3 separate regions of the Gossypium hirsutum genome follow, and regions 1 and 2 are each linked to region 3. Evidence: chromatin contacts called from public Hi-C data. All regions are on one chromosome and are shown on one strand. The core of a region is the stretch at or near the end of the contact, and the rest is flanking DNA. Distances in the headings are between cores, read along the strand shown.

Evidence for each region. Hi-C and Micro-C count contacts between places; a contact is called where the count stands out from the background.
Region 1: a Hi-C map of leaf shows a contact between it and region 3, with 4 times the contacts expected there. The contact joins the promoter of LOC107951438 here to the promoter of LOC107952043 in region 3. A contact is called at or near these places in 2 of 34 Hi-C or Micro-C datasets (both in leaf).
Region 2: a contact with region 3 is called in a Hi-C map of leaf, with 2.8 times the contacts expected there. The contact joins the promoter of LOC107944593 here to the promoter of LOC107952043 in region 3. A contact is called at or near these places in 8 of 34 Hi-C or Micro-C datasets (anther, callus, leaf and 2 more).

The regions. Positions count from the first base shown.
Region 1 is chrA02:15,268,854-15,272,788 of Gossypium_hirsutum_v2.1, reverse strand. LOC107951438 (mitogen-activated protein kinase kinase kinase 1) reads left to right here and starts at 2,166. Exons shown (of 9, transcript XM_041085349.1): 1 at 2,166-3,382. The coding sequence starts at 2,376.
Region 2 is chrA02:16,510,384-16,514,036 of Gossypium_hirsutum_v2.1, reverse strand. It overlaps LOC107944593 (transmembrane protein 135 homolog), which reads right to left and starts at 1,624. Exons shown (of 8, transcript XM_041085490.1): 1 at 1,422-1,624; 2 at 1,187-1,327; 3 at 863-1,090; 4 at 1-150. The coding sequence starts at 1,624.
Region 3 is chrA02:15,955,546-15,959,170 of Gossypium_hirsutum_v2.1, reverse strand. LOC107952043 (protein DOWNSTREAM OF FLC) reads right to left here and starts at 1,496. Exons shown (of 2, transcript XM_016887284.2): 1 at 853-1,496; 2 at 1-382. The coding sequence starts at 1,006. The coding sequence ends at 51.

The DNA.
Region 1 (3,935 bases), core at 917-3,416, 690 kb after region 3:
CCTGTTTAGAAAATGGATTGAGCCTCAGATAAGATTTTTTTGAGTTTGGGTTGGCTCCAATTTTCATTAAAAAAATCCTTATTCTTTCATGTTTTGTTGTTTTCCCACTTTTTGACACAATTTTGCTACCATTTTATTATTATATTATTACTATTTTGTTGTTAATGTTTGGATATTGTATAACACTTGTTTTATTGTTAATTTTGCTACTATTTTAGAGGTATTTGCTTGTTAAGTTGTACTTATCTTATTGTTATTTAAGTACAAATATTTTTTTAATTTATTTTTAATTTGTTAGAAAATTTTTATTTTAATATTTTTAGTATATTTGATATATCATATTTTTTAATTTTTTTATATAAAAACAAAAATTAAAAAATTAATACAAGCAGGCTAGACTTAAACAAATATTTAAACTTATTTTTCAAACTGAGCTAAAGCCAAACTTATCAATCGGACCTAAAATTTTATTACAACTTAACTCAACCTTAAAAAATATGGTATGATGTAAATGTGAATTGAATGAGTTAACTAAAATTTTATAAATAAATCTTGATTCCAATTGAATCAAATTAAAATTAGAGTGGATGGCTCCACTCACATAGCATTACACTAATTCAATTCCAGTAGAGATAGATTTTGTTTTAGAGTATAAATCTCACCATACTCTTAACATTACGCAAATTCACACATTTACCAAGGATAATGACGAATATCCATGTTGGTCTACTTTTGATGCCAGCCGCTGTAGACCATTAACCCCTTTGTTTTTATACACATCTTTCTATATTTGATATCAATTTTTTTTTAAAAAAATTTGATTTTTATTTATAAATTTTGAAGTCAAAATTTTATTTAAAAATATCTAATCTTTGTTCATGAGGTTTAGACACTACACACCTAATCTGGTCAATATAAAATTTAAGATTTATTTTTTAGGTTTAGATTCAGTTTGGTACGAAAAATAAACTTAAAATTATGTTTAAGTTTTATTCAAATTAAAAATACTAAATCTGAATCTAATCTGTCTAGCCCGTATTTATTTTTTAAAATTATTTTTATATAAAAATAAACTTAAAAATATAACACATTAAATACATTAAAATAAATATTTCCTAACAAATTAAAAATACATTAGAAAAGCCTTTATACTTAAAAAACACTAAGATAGTTGTAACTTAGCAAAGTTGCAAATTTAATAATAAAACATGAGTTATACAATATCTAAACAATAATAATAATATAATAGCAATATAATAATAAAATGAAAGCAAAACAATAATGAAACAACCACAAAACAACTAATTCTGACTGGCTCGATCCTGAACAAAAATAATTTTACCTGAAACTTAACTTGTTTAGAGAATTAGTCTTATTTTTTTGTCCAACCCTATTTTTCAAGTTTATATTTTATCTAAATTCTCTTACTTTTCAAATAAGCCCTCGAACTTGGACAAGTGACTCAGACAATGATTAGATTAAAGACACTATTAGCAAAAGCTAAGGCACTAGACCTTAAAAGGTTTGAATCTTATTCTTTCTTTGTTGTATTGTATATTGGTTAAGTTTTATATTACGATTGATCATAAATATATATATATATATATATTTGTATATGTATTATAGTTGTGGGACTTTAAAAAAAAAATTGTAACTCCAACACAATAAATTTGGGTATAAGCTTATTATTCATGTGGCGACAAATTTACGATAAAAGTATTATGAAGATTCTTATATTAGAAATCAAATTATATTTTATATTTTTATTAAAATTTAGATAAATTAATTCTTATACGTTAAATTAAAGAACAATTCAATTTTTTCTATTAAATATTCATCAATTTTTTAATATACAAAATAATCAATTTATTTTTTAATCTAATATATATGATTAATTTACATTTTTTTAAATATAATCAATATCATACAATTAAAATATAAATACAAATATGAGTAACTATAAATATTAAACTATTTCAAATGGACAGTCTAAGCAACTATTCGATTACAAACGGCCTAGTGATTACAATCCAAAATAAAATTTACAAACTGAAGGAGCTAACTGGATAAAAAAGTAATCCTTGGATGCAAAGATTTAAAAATTTCTTGCAAGCGACACGTGGCGACGCGTATAATCTCTTTATTTCTCTCTCTTCCGACGGCGTTTACTAGCCAGCCACTCTGTCTACCATTATCACGTTTTTTTTCTCTCTCTTTAGGTCAGCCGCTTTTCGCTCCCAATTTTTCTCACCTAAATTTTCCCAGGAAAGTTACGGAGAAAAAGAACAAAAGCGTTTCTCTTTCTTAAATTGATATTTTCGGAAACCCTATGCTGCTTTAGCTTTTTTTTTGAATTTTGATGGATTCTGTTCCACATGCATCACTTACCTCGATTCTTTAGCAATAGAGTCGCCATGGACTCGAAAAGGAGCAGAAGAAAACCTAGACTCGAGCGACGCAATGCAGCGAAGGACATCGATTACGATGCGGGCTCGTTTTGTTCGTCTCTCGATGATTCTTCTTCTTCTTCTTCTCCTCTAGTCACACGATCGCTCGATTTGTATCAAACAAGCTTTCGTCTCGAAGGAACCGACGGAGAGCTCGATCGAATTTGTCGGAGCTTGGGCCTTAATGGTCCTGAAGATTTTTCAATCCCGACCGCCGCCTGGGAGGCCCGTAAGATCAGATCGTCGTCGGATCTTCTGCCTCGGTCCAGATTAAACCGGTTGGATAGTCCTAAAGAAGAGACAGCTCTAGTAAAAGGCGGCGCCGGCGCTGAAGTAACAGTAGATGAATTGGCTGAGAGGGTTTTGGCTACTGAGTTGACTCGGAAGGACTCGTCCGAGTCGAAAAGGGAATGCTGCTTTTCTGATAAAATTGCGGTGGATAATACTACGACAACCGAATTGAAGTCAAGCACGTCTTGCGTTTCGAATGTTGTTGTTGGAGGAGGGAATAGTGGAATTAAAGGGGATAAGCCACCGTTTTTAAAGCCACCTCCGGGAATGAAGCTAAAAGCGATCGATAACGGCTGCTCCACCTGGGATCTGTTTAGGGATTTCGGCCCCGATGACGATAGAGGGTGTGCGATTCCGGTTAACTCACATTCGTCTTCCGATGACGAAGAATATAAAAGAGAGGACGGTGGGTTTAATGAGGGAAATACTAAGGAGGAAAATTTAATGAGAATAGGAGACAATGCGGTGCTTTCAGAGTCTTGTTCTTTCACAACTTCGAATGATGATGATTCTTCGAGTACTACAACAGAGCCTATGTCAAATATTTCTCCTAACGGTAGGTTCAAAAGGACAATTACTTATTGGGAGAAAGGTGAGCTTCTGGGAAGTGGATCATTTGGATCGGTTTACGAAGGGATTTCTGAGTAAGTGATTTGATACTCTGCCTATAATATAACATCCATTTTCATTTAGTAGCTTTTGTTGCAAGTTATTTTATCTTTGGGCACCTTATTTTATCTTTTGTTTCAAGCATCTGGGGTTAGGAAGTGTTCTTGGTCTTAGTTAAGCATTTAAGAAAGCGCCTCTGTATGGCTCCTTTCTTCTTTAGAGAGCACCTTCTTACATGTTTGGCTTGATGGATTAAGGATAGTAGCATCTTAGGATTGCTAGATTTCATTTATATGGTGAATTCCAAATGTGACTACTTTTTGGACATCTCATGTTTCTGCGTCTTGAACATGAAGGTTTGATGTATTTTAGCCTGCACTATCATCTGTCTTTAAGTGTTACTTTGTTTTTGTTTTTTATTTTTGCTGCTTGAAGTTTTGCATGATTGGACCTACATTTTTTGTGGGCAATTTGTGAATGGTAGTAAGTCCTGTTTTAGAAATAGATTTTGATTGTCGATTCAAGTATATGTTTTTGGTGGTATTATTTGGTTAGGAACTTGTTCCTTGGAGATATCTTGTTCTGTAT
Region 2 (3,653 bases), core at 375-2,874, 550 kb before region 3:
AAATTCTCTATTGCTTCCAAATTAGTGTATGGAAGGGCACTTGCATGCTCTTTAACGCCTTGCAGGATGACCTGATCCTTTCCAACATGTTTATTGAGAAATGACCTATACGAAGGGGGAAAACTCTCTGGCTTCAAAAGGTAAGAGGACCTGAAAACATAAATGCTTCCACTTAAAAGATTACACTTTCGAAAAATAATAAATGTACAGTCATCATCTTCTTAGGAAAATTACAGAAAAAAATTTCCCGAGATAGTGTTTTTGGATGCTATTACTTGTACAACTTGTAAAGCCACACAGTTCCATGCAGCCCCTTTTCAAATGATGCCCAAAAACATTTAATTAGCACTTACATTCATTCAAGCAAACATTTTCCCACTTTCTTTTCACATATTTACGCTCTGACCATCTTTTTTAGAGATAAGTATCTAAGTTCATGCTATGAAGCCTAAGATTCAATGAACTTTAAAAACTGGAGATGAAAAGACAAACATTTTCAATTTTGATTGCCAACTTTAACAGGTTGAATGATAAAAAAGGTGCAGAAAAATGAACAACAAAGTCCCTAGGCATGCTGATCAGACTTTCCAGTCATGAATCAATTCTAATATAGTCAGATAATTTTCAGAATGCCTCCAAAATTATACACTACAACACTTTTTTTTCTCTTAAATCTTCCAAACAGGATAGTTTAGAGATTGGTAACTTGATCCAGAAGACGGGAATCCCAGTAGACTTGGTCCTTTAGTCCATGTGGTAAATTCAATAATGACCGAGATTCATTAAGAAGAATTGCAATAAAGTTTAATTAATAGCAAAAAACTAAGCCAACAACCAAGACAACTTAACAAAAGGAACCTACAAAATTTGCGAAGAAGAGAGACACATAAGGAATATGTCACCATGCTTCCATGTAAGAGGTTTACAAAGCTTCCCAAATCGTTTACTCTTCATTCCGCAGCGCGAAGCCAATACGGCAGCTCGCATGAGTATGTATATGGCCAAACTCTTATGTTGTTTATTAGGTCCAGTAAGAAGCATGGAAGGACCTGCAACAAGTCCCGCTATTAACGCCCTCCACTTTGTAGTCCTGAAAAGAAATTCAATAATTCAAATAAATCAAACGCAAGTTAATAATAAGTTCCTTTGTTTGAATGAGGAAAATTAAGATTAAGAAGATCATTGCCTGTTATGTCGCCCAACAGCAACAATAATTTCATCTACAGAAACAAATGTACCCGCAAAAGTACCAAGGAAAAGACCGTATCTAATAGTCTCTTTCATCCCCACAACAATCGCTTCTTTATCAGAAAACGACTCATCTTTCCTACAATCATAATTATTGCCTTAGTAGTATATAACTATAAATAAAGCAAATGAAATTTGAAATCGTCAAATTTATTTGTATAACAATTAGTTACCTTAATTTTTTGCGCCGTAACCGTGCTATAATCGAGAAGAGAGCTAATCCACCTCTAAGGCCAGCCCCGATCGAGAAACCTTTAGCTGAGGCGACGATGAATCTCCGCAACTTCTCCGACTGCGTTAACGGAACCGTACCAATAGCAAGAGCAGAGGAAGAATTTGACGAAGGTTTTGATCCGGCGCAATGCGAGCAAGTCCGTCAACCGAACTTAAATGACCATAATCGGCGGAGTCATCGTTGAAACCACCATTCTCGAGGGACGAAGAGGAGCATCTGCAGGCGCATTTGACGGTTCCGTCAGCAGACGGTGACATGCTGATGATGTGGGGGGCGGAGATAACGAAGCTTCTTGGAAAAGCTAGAGGAAAAACTACGACTGATAAAAAATAATTGGGTGCCGGGCAAATTAGTGAAGAAGGAAACTTTTTAAAAACAATTACCAATTTAGCCGTTTTTTATATTATTTAGGAAAATTAGCTTTATAGAATATTTTTTAAAATTATTACATTTTCTACCCTTGGGTTTCAGATTCGAATCCCCTCCCTTATTTATTTGTTTTTTTAATGAACGTTGCTTGGAGTTTTTTTTTTAATTTATAATTAATGCTTTTAATTAATAAACATGTTATATTAAATTTATTTTTCAGTTTTTATTTATTTTTTATTTATATAGATAAAATAATAAATATGTAATTATATAATGAAAATAATTTTTTATATACGATTATATTAAATATATTTATTTTTAAAATACATCAACTAATTTTCTATATATTATTATATTAAATATATTTTATTTTTTAAAAACATCAATTAATTTTTTTGATATTTTTTTTATATATAATTTTTATGAAAAATATTTATTATTTTGAAATAATTATTTTTATAATATTAAAATTTACAATACTCAAGATATACGTGTAAAAAAAATATTTGACATATAAAAATTATATATAAATAAAAATATATCAAAAAAAGTAGTTGATGTTTAAAAATAAAATATATTTAACATAATAATATATATATATAATTATTTTATTATATAATTATATAATTTTCATTTTATCTATATAAATAAATTGTTAATTAAAATTAAAAATATATTTACTAACTAAAAGTTCAAAAATAAAAATTAAAAATTTAAAAAATAAAAAAATGCTTGAATTATTCAGTAGAAACATAATAAATAAATATGGGAGAAAATTCGAACTTGGGATGGAGGGTAGAAAATATAAGCATGTTAAAGGAAAATGTGTGTGATAAAAAAAACATTTTTTGAACTGTGGTTTTCGGAAGACGCGCTTTTTATCATTTAACTTGTGATTTTCAAAATCCTTAAATAATATAAAAACAGTCTAAATCAATAATTAATTTAAAAAGAACGTCCTGTTTTACTAATTTTGCCTTGGGAGCCGCCTCTTTGGTTGGAAATTGATTATGACAGGATTTGCAGTGCAATACGGTTCATTTACGGACACGTTTCATAATACTTACAATTCTGCAGTTGCTCTCACATTTTCCGCTCATCAAATTCCATAAAATTCATTCGTCATAAAAAAAGTTCCACTGAAGAAATCTCCGTTTACAAGTGGCAAAATTACTTATAGAACCCTGCTTCGTATACCGGAAATTAAATAACCCTTTTGCATAGATTTTAAGCTGATTCACAATAAATTTAAAAGAAAGTCTGTGTTGAAATGGTATCAAAGCTTTTGTCTTCTGTACTCTTACCCAACTACATTGACATGATACCATCCTCTGCTTTTAGGCCTATTATAGTGCGACCTACTAAAGCATGTATGCAGTCAGACATCTAATCAGTGGCTCCCACAAGTTTCACTTAGGTGATTTATAATTTATAAAATTTTAAATTAATAATAATATTATTATATTTTAATCTTTTAAAATTATAAAAATTTAATTAAAATTATAAAGATATAAATTATTAAAATATTAAAATTTTTATTATTATAAAAATATATAATTTAATTTTCAAAAAAATTTCTAATTCTGTCACTGTATCTAATACAGGGTCACTGGAACCACCAAATTTACCGTATTTATCATTAGACTTCTACCAACTGTTAGAATATTATCTTTAACAATTTTTATTTTTAGGTAAATTATATTAATTATTCTTAAATTTTGTTTAAAACTACGTTTCAGTCATTTAACTTTTAAAAGTTATATATTAGTCATTAGTGTTATTGAATGATTATAGTTTAGTT
Region 3 (3,625 bases), core at 247-2,746:
AATAGCAGACAACATCACATTTCATATGCAAATAAATCCAAACCCACACACTAGACATCCTCCTCATCCTCCCGATACATCTTCATCATCTCAGCACAGCCAACTTCAGCCTTGTCAACCATGAAGCCCATGCTATTGGCATAACGGGTGGTGGATGAAATGCCATTGGAGTTGGTCAAGATAACACGGGCACGTTCACGACCGGGGGACATTGTGGCACATCCAAGCTGGGGGCTCTTCACAAGAACTGCATCACAGATCTGATCCAAGTGATCCTCGGATACACGAATCTGGTATTTTCCGGTTTTGTCGGTATATCCCTCCTTCTCGAAAACAACTCCGCCGGTCTTCCTGTCGGAGCATACCAGCTTAACCATGGCATCTACAAAGCACATGATATCAGTATACCAAGATTCAGAACCAAATACGACAAATTTACCAATATTAAACATCACATAGATCAGACAAGGGGAAAGAAGGATCCAGGCAACACAGCCATTAAACAATACACAACATCCTGTTCCATGTCCAAGAACCAACATTTTTGGGTTTATAAATCTATGAGCAAAATTATCATCTTAAACCTTAAATTTTCCCCCTTTCTATTAAAATTTGCATCTTTGAACCGCCTACTGATCCAGTCCAACATGTCATGGTTGTTCCCATTATTTTATGTTTACACACCCTTTCATTCACTGTCACTCAATGTAACATCAAAACCTACAAACTACTTCACAGATCTACCACTTTAAAACCTAGAACACCAGATCTAACAATGTCACCAACATATACACAAAAGCCAACATAGCAAAACGTAGATTAAGATTAAAGTATGTTAGAAATGGAATTTACCAGCTAGCCTTCTAGTCTTAGGGGTTTCAAAACCAGCACGGCAAGTATCACAGTACACATAGCCTTCAACCACCAATTGGTTATTCAGAATGCGTGTAGCACTAACCAAAGCTGGAAGCACACATAGAGCAATGAACAACAGAACTTTGGCCATGTTTTTTTGCTTCTTTTTTTTTTTGTTTGTTCTTGAACAATGTAATGAAGAAATGGGAAGAAGGTTTAGAGATTAAATCCTTAGAAACAAATCAAAGAAACAAAGGGTAAAGGCTAAAGAGACAGTGATGATGATAAAGTGGGGGTAAGATAAGGAAATTAAATAAAAGTGAAAATTGAATAAGAATAATAATGAAAACTGGCTTAGCCGCGTTGAGGAGTATATTCGTGTGTGGTGGATAAGCTGTATGAGCTGCTGGTTTGGGATGCCACGTCAAAACGGTGGTGTTGATTTGGTAATTTTGATGGAAAACAAGGGTGTTTTGGCAAATGGGAGTGATGAGTTTGATGACGTGGCGATTTATTAGTGGCAAGTTGAAGGGCAGAGTGGAGATATGGAGCGTAGAGGATAGAACACGGGTCCTAATTGATTGCAGCTGGCAGTTGTCGGTGGTCACATGGGGGGCTGTTTGAGAAGGTTGGCAGAGCAAGCAAAGCGGGAACGGTGCCGCATCACATGAATCCTATAATTAACGGTACCAATTATGTGAGATTTTTTATTAATTAAATAAAGAAAAATAGAGAAAGAGGTCACTCAAGATTTCAGTTTTTCAATTTCATCATATAATAACTAAACCTTTTCGTAATAAACTTGTTTCAACATGCTTAAATAAAGACTTCACTAATTATAGATGGAGAATTCACTAATTTGATTGAAATGTGTTACGGAGGATATGAAAAATATTTTTAAATTTTTGTAATTTTCTGAATTTTTTTATTAAATATATATTTATGAAAACCTAAATAAAAAGTAAATGGAAAATGTCTCAAAACATTAGAAAATAAGACCCAAATAAGTTTAAAATTCAATATTCCTAGGCTTCAATTTCAATTGCAGCTGAAAATTAAAAAGAAACCCAACTTCTCAATGTTTCAAATTAACATTTAATTCGAAATTAAATTGAATTTGAAAATTTTTCAATACCAAATTGAAATGTTTAGTTTAGTATTAATTCAAATATATTTATCATAAAATATTAATTTTGATCCCAATGAAATTTGGTGTTTATAAATTTTATTATTTTATTATATTAAGTGACGATATAATACATCATTAATTCTCTTGGATATCGCTTTAATCACCTATACATTGCACATTATTTTATTATTGGTGACAATAAAAATGATCAAATACAAAATCTTATATCATTACGTGACTCAACTAGTTATCACCGTATACGAATTATATTATGACATTATATTTTGTTGTCATCATATTCTTAATAATATGTTATGAATAAAAATACGTCTCTTTTAACCTTTAATGACACACTTAACGTGACGAATGCCATGATGACAAATTTGCATCACCAAATGCAAATAATGACATAAATGTAATTTTCAACGACAATTTTTAAATGCCACTAATGAGCAAATTTGTTGTATTGAATTATGACCACAAAACATATACATGTCTTATACTTCTTGCAGATACAAAAGAACATCTTAATATAGTTGGAGGATTCAAACGATAATTCCAAGTAGAGCGAATGAGGTAAATTCATCTTCTATTGAAAGTCATCTTGATAAGCTAATTTCACTCGTTGAACAATTAGTTTTAGGAAATAGTCAACATGTTACAGCATGTGGTATATGCGCTATTTATGGCCACCAAATTGATTCATGCCCTATACTTCTTAAAGATGCAAACAAAAATGCCAATACAATTGTAGGATTTCTCGATTGGCCACAATGGAGATATGACCCCTATGTCAATACTTACAATCATAGATGAAGGTATTATGTAATAGTATGTTTTTCAGTGGTGTTGAAAAACGGTTATTTTGGAACCCATTTCTGATGTTCGAGCTTGTAAATATTGTTATTTAATATTTACGAGGTTAGAATAAAGGTTAACTGAATTTTGGTCCCTTAATTTTGTTAAATGGATAATTAATTAAGATACAATGACTAATTTGTAAAAGTGATCAAAGTTAATTTCTTTCTAATTAATCCAAGGACCACTTGAACAAATGGACCCTTCAAATTACTCCAAATAGTGGTGGCGGATAGCTAGAATCCACTAACTTTGCTAATTGTGATTAAATCCTAATTAATTAAGATTTAATTAATTAATTATGTTTAATTAAAAGTTAAACTATGTATAAAAGTTAAATTAAAAGAAAATGTTAGCTCAATTAATCAATCCAAAATCGCCAAGAGGGAGGTAAATTGGCTTCTAAAAAATTGTGGAAGCTTGAAAGAAAAAAAAATTAGAACAATTGAACATAACGATTTAGAGTGGTTCGACCCTAATTGCCTATTCCACTACCTTAGCTTTCCACTGCTAAGGATTTTCTCAAATTCATTAATTTGATTAACTTTTGAGGGCAAGGTTTAACCTTACAACTCCCTTAAAGTTTTTACCCAAACCTTAAGATATAACCTCTTAAAGAGTGAAACAAATAAGCAAACTAAGAATTAATCCTTACAAGATTGAATTGTTTGCCAATTGAGCACAAATGAAAAAAGAAAACACTTAGGCTAAATGAATAACAATGAAAACTTATAAGTGTGTATAAGAAAAGTATGAAAATTTAAGCACAAAGGTTGTTTAATT